3 separate regions of the Mus musculus genome follow, and regions 2 and 3 are each linked to region 1. A link is a contact called in public ChIA-PET and promoter capture Hi-C data. All regions are on one chromosome and are shown on one strand. Each heading gives the region's core, a stretch centred on a gene start, on an enhancer-like site or on the middle of the called end of the contact. The rest is flanking DNA. Distances are from core to core; before and after follow the strand shown. Region 1 holds the start of Diaph3 (diaphanous related formin 3). Region 2 overlaps Diaph3 (diaphanous related formin 3). Region 3 overlaps Diaph3 (diaphanous related formin 3).

Region 1 (3,402 bases), core at 599-3,098:
CCTAATAGTATTCTGTGAGGTTTTCCTCAAATCACCCCGGCAAAATGCAGATCTTTCAAGTGATTTGTAGCATCATCTTCTAAGAGCCTCGTGGTTCATCACAGCGATGTTCACATGTTTTGTAATAAATCTAAATTGTCCCAACTATAGGTCTGTCTGTCTCTTGGTTGTCTTTGGCTGCATTGCACCGATAGGTCTGTGTGCTTTCTGTATGTTGTCTCACGTAAGCTGAAGCATTCCTATTTGAAGTGTTTGTTGATGGAGAAGCAAAGGAAGTCACACATCACCTCCAACACCACGCAGCTACCAAATGGTAAGAATGGAAGCTTCATCTTCCTTGTCCATCGTGACAGAGCCAGGTACTTCTTCCGGTGACCTTGGTAATCTCTTGGAATCTGCCTTTAGTATATGCTCACTGAAGATGAAAATCTGTGTGACAATAATAAAAACTCACATTATAACAAGAAAAGGAGCAAACAGTACCTGCAAGACCAGAACTAAACCTAAACCTCTAAAAGCTGTAGATGAAACCTTAGGTTCATTTTCTGAATCCCTGTGCTAGTCTCTGTGGAATACCTAGAACTATTTCTTGTACCAAAATCAATAGTTTATGTTTACTTGTCTTGGCTTGAATCACCTCCATAGTCAGAAGGTCAATATCTTTAAGGATGCACTTGGGAGATTCCTGGATTTCTTTATTTGTTCCTTTTCCTTGTGTAGCCACACTGAGTTGATCTCCAGAATTTTCTCTTCATTACTAATGTCTTTATTTGGCATATTGGGGATAGGTGCTTGCTTGCCTTGAACCCAGGTTCTGACCCTTTCCTCTACTTTATATTTAGGATTGCCACCTGAACTTAAAAACCTGTAGAATGGCTGTTATAATTTTACATTTTGTTTTGTGTCAATACCTGTGAAACACATTAAACTGTGAATTGTTTGGACCCTATTCCTTTTAATTTTTGGTTGACCCTGAGTACGCATTTAGGCTTTGAGGCATGCTGTAAGTGCTGAACAATGTGAACTGGAGTTCCAGAAAAAGCCGCACCTGTAGTAAAAATTCTACGCGCTTAATTGACAGGTTAGAATTCCAATGATTGTAGAGACATGGAATGCTGCCAATCCAGAGCCAAGTAATCTTGGCTCACGTAATTGCCATTCATCGCTGCGTTAGATCTAACATACCTACGACTATCACGTGACGCCTTTTGCTCTTCCTTAAAAGTCCACTAACTTCCACCAACCTCAAACAAGACTGTGCATCTCGTAGCACCTGTAGGTCTGTCCTAATGTCTTTGAAATGACTTTCTTCCGTGCTTCAACCGATGTTCACACCACCTGGCTGCGGTCACTCATTTCTGGTTCTAGAATGAACTCTATTCTCTCTGAGACGACAGCAGTATTTTTATATAAACGGTAATCAAAAAATGGTAAACATCTCTTCTAAGAGGCATGGGCGCTGGCAAGTAGTAGAAGTATTTTTCCTAGACCCTGAGATCTCCAGAGACTACTCAAAGGGCTTATCAGTTGCTTTCGTATTCAGTGCTGCTGAAACAGTACTGAGAGAGGTTCCCTGCGGCTCAGATTTTTCAAGAACCTACTCTGAAAGTCCAAGGGAAGCCTTGTTAGAGACTCTCTTTAGCTCAACCTTCCTTCCAAACCCGTTCCTTACTATGTACCATCTGGCAAGCAGCCTGCATAGCCAGAGGGCGAGAAGCGCGATGGACAGGCCGAAGGGCCAATCAGGCCCAGGCTTTGGCATCCCCGGAAAAGGCGGGGCCCTTGCGTCACAGGTTCCGCGGCGCGGGATTGGCTGACCGGGCTGCTTGTGGTGGCGGGAGATTTCAGATAGATTGGCCCAGCCGTGTGCAGCGGTTAATGCGCAGTGGGCGTGGGACCGGGAAGTTGAGCCCGCGGAGCAAAGCCCCAGATCAGGTCGCGACCTAGACCCGGGAAGATGGAGAGGCACCGGGCGCGCGCTCTCGGCCGGGACAGCAAGTCGTCGCGGAGGAAGGGCTTGCAGTCCGCGCCGCCCGCTGGCCCCTACGAGCCCGGGGAGAAGCGACCCAAGTTGGTAAGTGTGGGCCAGAGCCACAACGTGCGGCGACTCCCGCGGCCTACAACTCCCTGTCCCCCAGGTGACATCCCCGGGAGCTGGGAGCTAGGTTTGTTTCAGAAGGCCTGAGCTGTTAATCCGCTTAGATCCCCAGTGACAAGGCGGGATTCGATTCCTTTCTGGGACGAATGCCCTGATGTCTGTGAAGCCTGGCAGTTCTTTGGGCGTATCTGAAAAACAGTTCAAATGGCTGTGTACTGACGTCATCAAGGCGGATTCTGCATTTTAAAAGAAAGTTAAAATTTACCCCATCCCTTTAGTAGAACAGTCAGTCAGACAGAAAGTGAACTTCTAGCTGATAGCCCTCCCTCCCCCGTCTAATATTTTAATTCAACAAGAACCTTTTAAGGTGGACGTATTTTTACAAGTTGAGGCAACTCGTTTTCAAACTTGGCGGGTTGTGTAGTCACTGCTAAAGAATGTCATGTTTAGCTTGGAAGGAGTCTTCAAGTATCTGAAACTCGTTAATCGGGTTGGCTTTGCGTTCTTAAAGCTTAAGGAAGAGCTATGATTAGCACCTGGTAAGCTTTTAGTTAGTGTCAGCTGGAAGGAAACTAGGTAATGAGGATGATTTCATTCAGATTGTCTGATTGTGTGGGTTGGTAGGTTTTGGTATTAGTCCAAGAGAATTGCAGAGTTAACACTGACTGTTAGTTTTCCTTAGAAGTATGGGGAAATTATTTTTATGTATTGATAGGAACAGGCTTTGCCCTTTCTTGTCAAATACAATTTCAGGAATTTATACCATGATTATATCCAAAATAATAGATTGTGGATCAATCGCTAAGTGTAATATTTACTTGTAATTGAATAAAGCTGAGAGCAGAGACATGTTGAGATAAGTGGGGGTTGATTATGCAGAATTGAGCATCAAAATAACACGAGGATAGGAGAGAGTTAACCTGGTCATGATAGATTCTGTCCACTCTGAGAGGGATCCATGAGATGCTGCCTCCTCCTCCTCCTCCTCTTCCTCCTCTTCTTCTTCTTTAAAGATTTATTTATTATTTTTATGTAAGTACACCGTAGCTGTCTTCAGACACACCGGGAGGGGGTGTCAGATGTCATTATGGATGGTTGTGAGCCACCAAGTGACTGGGATTTGAACTCAGGACCTTCGGAAGAGTAGTCCGTGCTCTTAACCGCTGTACCATCTCACCAGCCCCCATCTCCTCCTCCTCCTCCTCCTCCTCCTCCTCTTTCTTCTCCTCCTCTTTCTTCTCCTCCTCTTCCTCCTCCTCCTCCTCTTCCTCCTCCTCCTCCTCTTCCTCTTCTTCTTTTTCTTT
Region 2 (3,402 bases), core at 331-2,830, 460 kb after region 1:
CCTCTTCCAAAGAAAATGTGAGCCAGTATAGGAAAGAAGGACCATTCACAAAAGGTTTTAAAAACCAGATAGTTCTCAAGTATGCTGCTATATGTAATGGTTGCAAAGGAATGTTCATTCCATGTTTTCAAAATCACTAAAAGTTATTCAGGGTACAATATTGTTCACTAAATCTATTAGTGACAGGTGTAACTGGCTGACCTCTAGTGGCTATAACTGTAGCTACATCTTAGTTTACTGGGGGCTTTTAGGAAGTTGGCTTCTGTACCAAGGCTCTGCCTGCCTCCCTGAGTACAGGGGTGTCTTTAAAAAGAGAGAGAAATGGGGAAGGAAATTTGAGTTTCTAAAGTAGGAGTACTACTAATGAGATTATCTCCCCCGACGTTCCATTAGTCTATGTTAGAGGGCAGTGTGTAGAGGATGGACTCCTGTTCACTGTGAGGGCAGCTCCTGGAAATGGAGCACCCAGCTGCCGTTAGCAGCAGTCTGCACGCATCTTCAGGAGACCTCCTCCCAGCCAGCTTCCAGCAGCAATGCACGTGCAGCAGTGTTACATGGGATGTTTTGTTAGATGCCAGTGTGGATGTCTTTCTTATGTGTAAATGTGGGGCTTCTTGAATATTCTTATGTTGGTTTCATTAAGGCTCCTCATATATATTGTCATGTTTCAGAGAAAAACTTTAGAAATGCTGTCTGTGACCAGAAACGATTGGAACTGTCCAATAACTTAGGGATCTGAGTGTTCTAATTATTCAGGAATGACACAATAATAAATGTGCATTTATTATGGTGCCCTGCTCCAGAAAACTGGGAGAGATGTTATACTGTGGCAACTAAGAGATGATTTTACCATGTGAGGTTCATCTCTTTTTTTTGCCTTATCTTTACAGTACATCACACTAGAGTTTTCTGTGCAGTGTTCTTGATATAATTGTCCTGACCCTTGAACAAAACCTTGCATGATATCTTAAGCAAAAACATTAACAGGTATAAAAAGAGGAAATATAGTAGAAAATACAATCATTAAATCCAGAAAAATGTTCAACAGCTTTAAGTCATCTAAAAGATCAAGTGAGAACATAACTGAGGGTAAATTGTGGTCATTTCTAGAACTGTTGTATATAGATCAGTGACCCTTGCTGCCGGCTGCAGGATACTTGAAAGTATCTAGAATGTCTTTCATAACATATAAATGTGGGGGCTTATTTGATAGAGAACTTATTTCTCTCAATGATTAAATGAACTGTGAATTCCTAGACATATATGGCTATCGTGGCTCCCCAGTACATGTTTCTTAATCTCAAATACCATGTGGATTATACAGCTCCATAGACAGACTCCAAGGTCTCTTCTGTGATGACACGTGTAGCTCTTAAAGACTGTATGACAAATGGAAGAAGGAACAATTAATTGCTTATCCTTCCTCGTCTGTTTGCCTGCCGTCAGCACCTTCTTCAGCTTTACCAAAAGTACTGTACTCTGAGGCGTGTTTTTTTTTTTTCCTGCCCACTGTATGGTACATTTCTAGTGCTTTGTGTTTTGTGTTACCATAGAGACAGGAGGTATTCCAAAGCCCCAGGAAGAGAGTGGAAGCAAGTCTTTGAGTTAACAGTCCCTGCTGGCAAGAAAAGCCCGAGGCAGGAATCTATAGCAGTAAACGGAAGGAGGGAATTGTGTGGTCCGATCTGTCTGTGTGTCCATGGAGTCTTAGAAAGCATGGACTCAGCCAAGGCAGCATTAAAAATGAGCTGTTTACAGCAACCAATTTTTCAGAGATCCCAGGACAGCCTGGGCTTTCATAGAAACCAAACTGGGTGTTTTATTTGCAAGAAAATAACTGATGCGACATTGACCAACTCCTTTTTCTGTTTTCCTCATTAAAAAGGGACAGCTTCAAAGAGAGGCCCTCCTTGCCTCAGTTATTTTGCTGATCAAAAAAAAAATCTCACCTTTAAAATGAAGGTCGATAATTCTTAACTTAGCTGAAACAATGAGAAGTCAGATTGTAGCTCCAGCACCAGGGACACAGCCAACACCCAGCGCCACCCAGAATCTATATACGATAGAAATGAGCAGACATTTCCCCTCAGTTATATTCTCCCTCCATCCTGAACATGACCTAAGGCTGTCGTGGTTTTCTGTATTTAATGATTATACGTTCGACTATATTGCCTCCTACTTCATACCTGTTAAAGATATCATACTTCTTAAAAATATCACACAGGCCCTGTTAAGGGAATCTGATAATGAACTTCAACAGCAGAGAACATGAAGTGAGATTTTAGAAGAACAGATACCATCAGAATCCTTTAAAATCAGTCTCTCTGGGGAGCCTACAACCTGTGATTAAGGTGTTTGCTTAGATTTCTTTTTTCTGTTTGGTCTCAGATAGGACAGTGTAAGTAGGGTGCAAGCATATAGTAACTCAAACCGTATTAGCACTTCTTCCCGGGTTAACTCTACAGAACTGTGCTTGGAAGGAGGGTGGTACCCGCAATCAACCTGTAATAGCTGAGGCTGAGAAAGGTCGACTGCAGGTTTTACTGTTGTCATCCTGCCACTAGGAGCTGGACGTGGACTAGCCTGGGCTGCTCCCTTTTGGTGGCATCTGCTAGTCAAGTTCTGTACTCCATCTCCTTTATAGACATAGACGAGTCTGAGCTCTTCGAAACACATACCAGGTTGTATAATCAATCCTGGTACCATCAATCCAGGGCAAGGAAACACTACTGAGCTCTGTCGGGGACATCTAAACAGGCCGGTCTATCTGCTTTGACCTCACCCTGACATAGGATGTCCATCAAGAAAAGCCACCTTCATCTGCAAACATAGAGAATCATGTTTTCTAAATTAGATGTTTCTGGCTCCCATGGTATACACACTACTAAGTAAAACAAAAATCCCTAGATGGCAACACTGTCCCCTTGTGCTTAGGAGGCTACATGAAAATGTCACATCATGGGCAGTACCAGCAATAGATGTGTAAGCATTAGAATTCAAGTTTTCTGAGTAGGACTGTAATTTCTGTCTTCTGTCTATTTTCCCATTCGCATAATCCAGGTTTCCGAGCACGTGTAACTGTCCATTTCCACACAAAGCAAGATCACAGTGAGACATTGCACACGGAAGCACCGCTTTCTCTCAGCCCAATGTTTGTCTCTATTAATGCTGCTGTAGATAATAACAGACACGTTGAAGTAGTTTTTGAGGCCCTGAGATGCACTGTCACCACATTACAGGACAGAAACCGAGCACCTCCCCCTGGAGTAACCTGACCCCGAATTTCAGTTTGCATAGTCCACTCCTCACTGCCTCTCCCATCTGCTGTAGGCAGAGGTTACTCGCCTAGCTGAGACCTGTTTGTTTTCTGTGTCAGTCTCATGCTTGACTGTCCCTACCTAA
Region 3 (3,402 bases), core at 388-2,887, 400 kb after region 1:
TGAAGAGATAAGGAGTTAGAGGACAAGTTGATTCTATGTCCATTTGGGCTATGATATGGTATTTCCTGAGGACTGTGAGCTGTGTCCCAAACATGGCCAGCCTTCCAATACCAGCCCCGTGTTTCTCCCTATGGAGAGCAGCTTAAATCCAGTTAGGAGGTGGTTGCTTACCCCTCACCATCTCAGTACTTTGCCACTTGTGCACCAGAGGCCTGTCCGGCCCTGCTCGTCACTACTGTACTTCCCAGGGTTCACAGCGAGAGACTGTGGACCCGCACGCCTAGCAGCCTACATAGCAGCTGCCAGTACTAGGAGAGCCAGGCAGGACTGAGGGAGCTTCCTGGTTAGCACTGACTTGATTTCTTCATGTCATGTGACTAATGTGGAATGACTTGTAAACACATATTTTTATTTTTACCTGAAACTTTTTATATGCAAGATGATGTGGCAAAGTTACCTACTAGTTTCTCTAGAACAGTTTTTGTTTTTTAACAAATACCTTAACTGTGGTATTTTCATTTGAAAAGTGTTAAGAAATTAATTTCTAATTCATTTTTAGAAAACCTGCTAGAAATCTATTTCTTGTGGGTTTCTTATGATAATGAGCATTCTATATTCAGTAATGAGATAATTTCTTAATAGTCTCATTTGAATAAAATTGTCTATAACTCAGTAATACTCTTTAATGAGGAATGATGTAAGAAGAAAAATTAGCATAAAGAATTACATCCATAAGAGTTACATATTCTAAATATCAGAGTGCTCTAAAGATCTTCCTCAGTGCCTGGTGGGAACCCACATGCAGATGACACACTGCATTACGATACATTATGATCTAATAAACGTATCCACACACCCTACCTAAAAACTATAAAGCAGAAGAATAACTTTTATTATACTTTTCCTACATGCAGTAAGTTCTCTCTTCTCTTCTAATCTCTTCTGTTATTTACTATATCTCGTTAAAACAAAACTGTACTATATGATGCCCAGCTTGATGCTCAGAGGTCTGAAGTTCAGAATAGTCTACACTAGTTCTGTTAATTTACTAAAGAAACCAGCCAAACTTGAGGGGTGCCTATGTCAAAAATAGCACAAGAACAATGATGATAAGTAGGTAGACCGCTAACAACTGATCTGTAAGAACTCTGGGATTATTCAAAGGTACAAGAACAGTTAACATATAACAACCCCTAATGTCAACATGTTAAAACTTGCAAAGCTGAATGTAGTGGTGTAGTGGTATACACCTTTAACCCCAACTCAGGAAACACACACAGGCACATCTCTGAGTTCAAGGCAGCCTAGACCACAAGTGATATCCTGTCTCAAAATGAAAGAAAAGAAAACAGCACAAGTGAAATTTTACAAAATAATGAGCATCAAAGTTGAAGATCATTAACTCAATCTGGCTCTAATAAATTATTCTAATATCCTACAAAGATTTGTTAAGCCCAGTGGGTCATTTCACATAATAAAATATTCCTAAATATTTTAAATGATATAGTCACATGGATTATACAGTTAATCTGCAAAGACCACCTAGATGTTTTTTAAGTCTCCAAATTTAGGTGGTGAAACCAAAGAACAACAAGCAAAAGATTTAGGTATAAGCCTTGTTCATACAGGCTGTGAACAAGCTAAGCATCTGACTTTGGTTCTTCTTGTGCCTCCCCCTGTCCCCCCTTAATAACCATATTGGACTGTAGATAACAAGCAGCCTCATATGATCTTTGAATATGGCAATTATGTCTTTTATGTTGATTTACTGGCTCGTTCTGTTTCTAAGCTTTTTAGCCATGGTGATTGGTGTAATTACAGAGCTGCCTTCATGGTGTGGAGGCACAATTTACAGGTCAAAAATGTTATACAGAAGTCGGTATGGTGGCCGTCTAATTAGATTGCTTAATATTTATCAAAATGACATTCTTTTTTGCTGTGCTGCGGCTTGTCTTTGTGTCCCAAATACTCTTTCTTAATATAATTATATGATTGGATTTTCTTGTGAACTTTATGGGATATTAATCAGAATTAAACATTTAAGCTCAAAATGTTACTTGCTGTTGGACATGAAATCTCCATTTCTTCCTGACCATGGTCGTATAAAGCTGTGAAATCCATCCAATAAGTGTTCATTCCGTGGATCCCAGTAACATCCATTGTAGATGCTGGGGCTCTAAATGTTTCTGGTTTGGGTACCTAGTGAGGTCCACACCTTCTCCTTCAACAGCAAGTCAACACGCCTAAGATAGTTCTATCTTAGAGTTGAAAAACTAGAATAAAGAGCAGCAGTTCCTTAGGTAGTGGCATTTAAGGTACGGTGTGGAAAGAACGTCTCTCAAGTAAAGGAGAAGGAAGCAGTAGCGTCCCAGCTTTAACACAGGAAGGACGTGCCTTGTGAGGGTGCCATGGGCACTGGGATGTTGGCAGGGGGGTTACTGCATGGGAACCACGAGAGGACTGGGAGGTGTGGGCTGGGACCATACAGCATGATATTTTCAGATGAGGTATGGAGTCGGGATTTTTGCAAATAGCATTGAGCACTGACAGAGTGCGTGTTGTGTCCTATAGAACAGCAAGGATAAGGCGATAGATGCAGAGTGGCCTCAGACTCCAATAGCGAGATTGTTGACCTCACGTCATCGACTGCAGTACTAAACTTCTCATACCAACTGTATCGTGTGTTTAACTGGTTTTAAATGTACCCTGCTGTCGGTTTGTTTGTTTTGTTTTTTTCTAGCATGAGTGATTCTCTCCCAGTAGCAGAATGTAGGAACCAAAGGACAGCCGACTTCACCTTGTTGTGTTGTCCGCCCTACAATTTCTCCTTTTACAATAAAAACAGTTTAAAAGCTCTTAGCTCTTCCCAAATTATTGTAGTTGTTTTAATTTTGTTTGCTCTTAAATAATCGAATTCATCCCAGTTTTCTTTGTAATTTTTAAGTGCTTTCAAGTTTATATAGTGTGAGGCTATATAAACTTGAAAGTATGTAATTATCCTACTCCTAGAGTGGGCCTAAAATCCAAACTCCTGCTGGAGCCTGGGCACTTCATGGCAGTGGGCTTGGCCAGCAAGAGCCCAGGAGACCTGGGGACACACGCTCCGCCAAGAGAGGGAGCTGGCTGTTCCCCACAGCCATGTGATGCTCTTGGACTGCGACTTCTCAGTTTTCTATAAAATACTGAGTGGCTGCTTCTCTGTAATCACATTTGGTTCTACTTGTTAAAAGTACTCTGCCCAGTGAAACCATGGAGCACTTCTCAAGAGCCCAACAGAATTTTTCTCTAAAACTCACACTCTTCTGTTTTATGACTCTATTTAATTCTACAACCCATCTGGATTTTACTTACATTCCTAATATTAAGTATAGATTTATTTTTTTAATCTCCAGTGTTGAAATA

Evidence for each region. Promoter capture Hi-C pulls out the DNA fragments that hold promoters and counts their contacts. ChIA-PET counts read pairs in DNA pulled down with a chosen protein or histone mark.
Region 2: a promoter capture Hi-C map of hippocampal neurons shows a contact between it and region 1, with 2.6 times the contacts expected there. The contact joins the enhancer-like site here to the promoter of Diaph3 in region 1. A contact is called at or near these places in 8 of 39 promoter capture datasets (the 3T3-L1 cell line, 3T3-L1-derived adipocytes, the C10 cell line and 5 more), 5 of 484 Hi-C or Micro-C datasets (CD4 T cells, CD8 T cells, adipose-derived mesenchymal stem cells and 1 more) and 1 of 115 datasets of contacts at active chromatin or transcription factors (embryonic stem cells).
Region 3: a contact with region 1 is called in an RNA polymerase II ChIA-PET map of memory CD8 T cells, with 15 read pairs. The contact joins the enhancer-like site here to the promoter of Diaph3 in region 1. A contact is called at or near these places in 3 of 39 promoter capture datasets (the 3T3-L1 cell line, the C10 cell line and the HPC-7 cell line) and 2 of 115 datasets of contacts at active chromatin or transcription factors (epiblast stem cells and memory CD8 T cells).

What each region holds. Positions count from the first base shown.
Region 1 is chr14:87,139,670-87,143,071 of GRCm38.p6, reverse strand. Diaph3 (diaphanous related formin 3) reads left to right here and starts at 1,848. Exons shown (of 28, transcript NM_019670.2): 1 at 1,848-2,074. The coding sequence starts at 1,958.
Region 2 is chr14:86,675,414-86,678,815 of GRCm38.p6, reverse strand. All of the region lies in intron 27 of Diaph3 (diaphanous related formin 3), which reads left to right. Among named protein-coding and RNA genes, the nearest start is that of Gm33025, 120 kb to the left of the region's middle. Within about 2 kb of position 1,580, at least 22 of the 459 cell types and tissues checked have an H3K27ac peak or open chromatin away from gene starts, as enhancers often do. A contact at or near this core is called in hippocampal neurons, where this site is marked.
Region 3 is chr14:86,734,701-86,738,102 of GRCm38.p6, reverse strand. The region is part of intron 27 of Diaph3 (diaphanous related formin 3); the gene reads left to right. Among named protein-coding and RNA genes, the nearest start is that of Gm33025, 58 kb to the left of the region's middle. Within about 2 kb of position 1,637, at least 30 of the 459 cell types and tissues checked have an H3K27ac peak or open chromatin away from gene starts, as enhancers often do. A contact at or near this core is called in memory CD8 T cells, where this site is marked.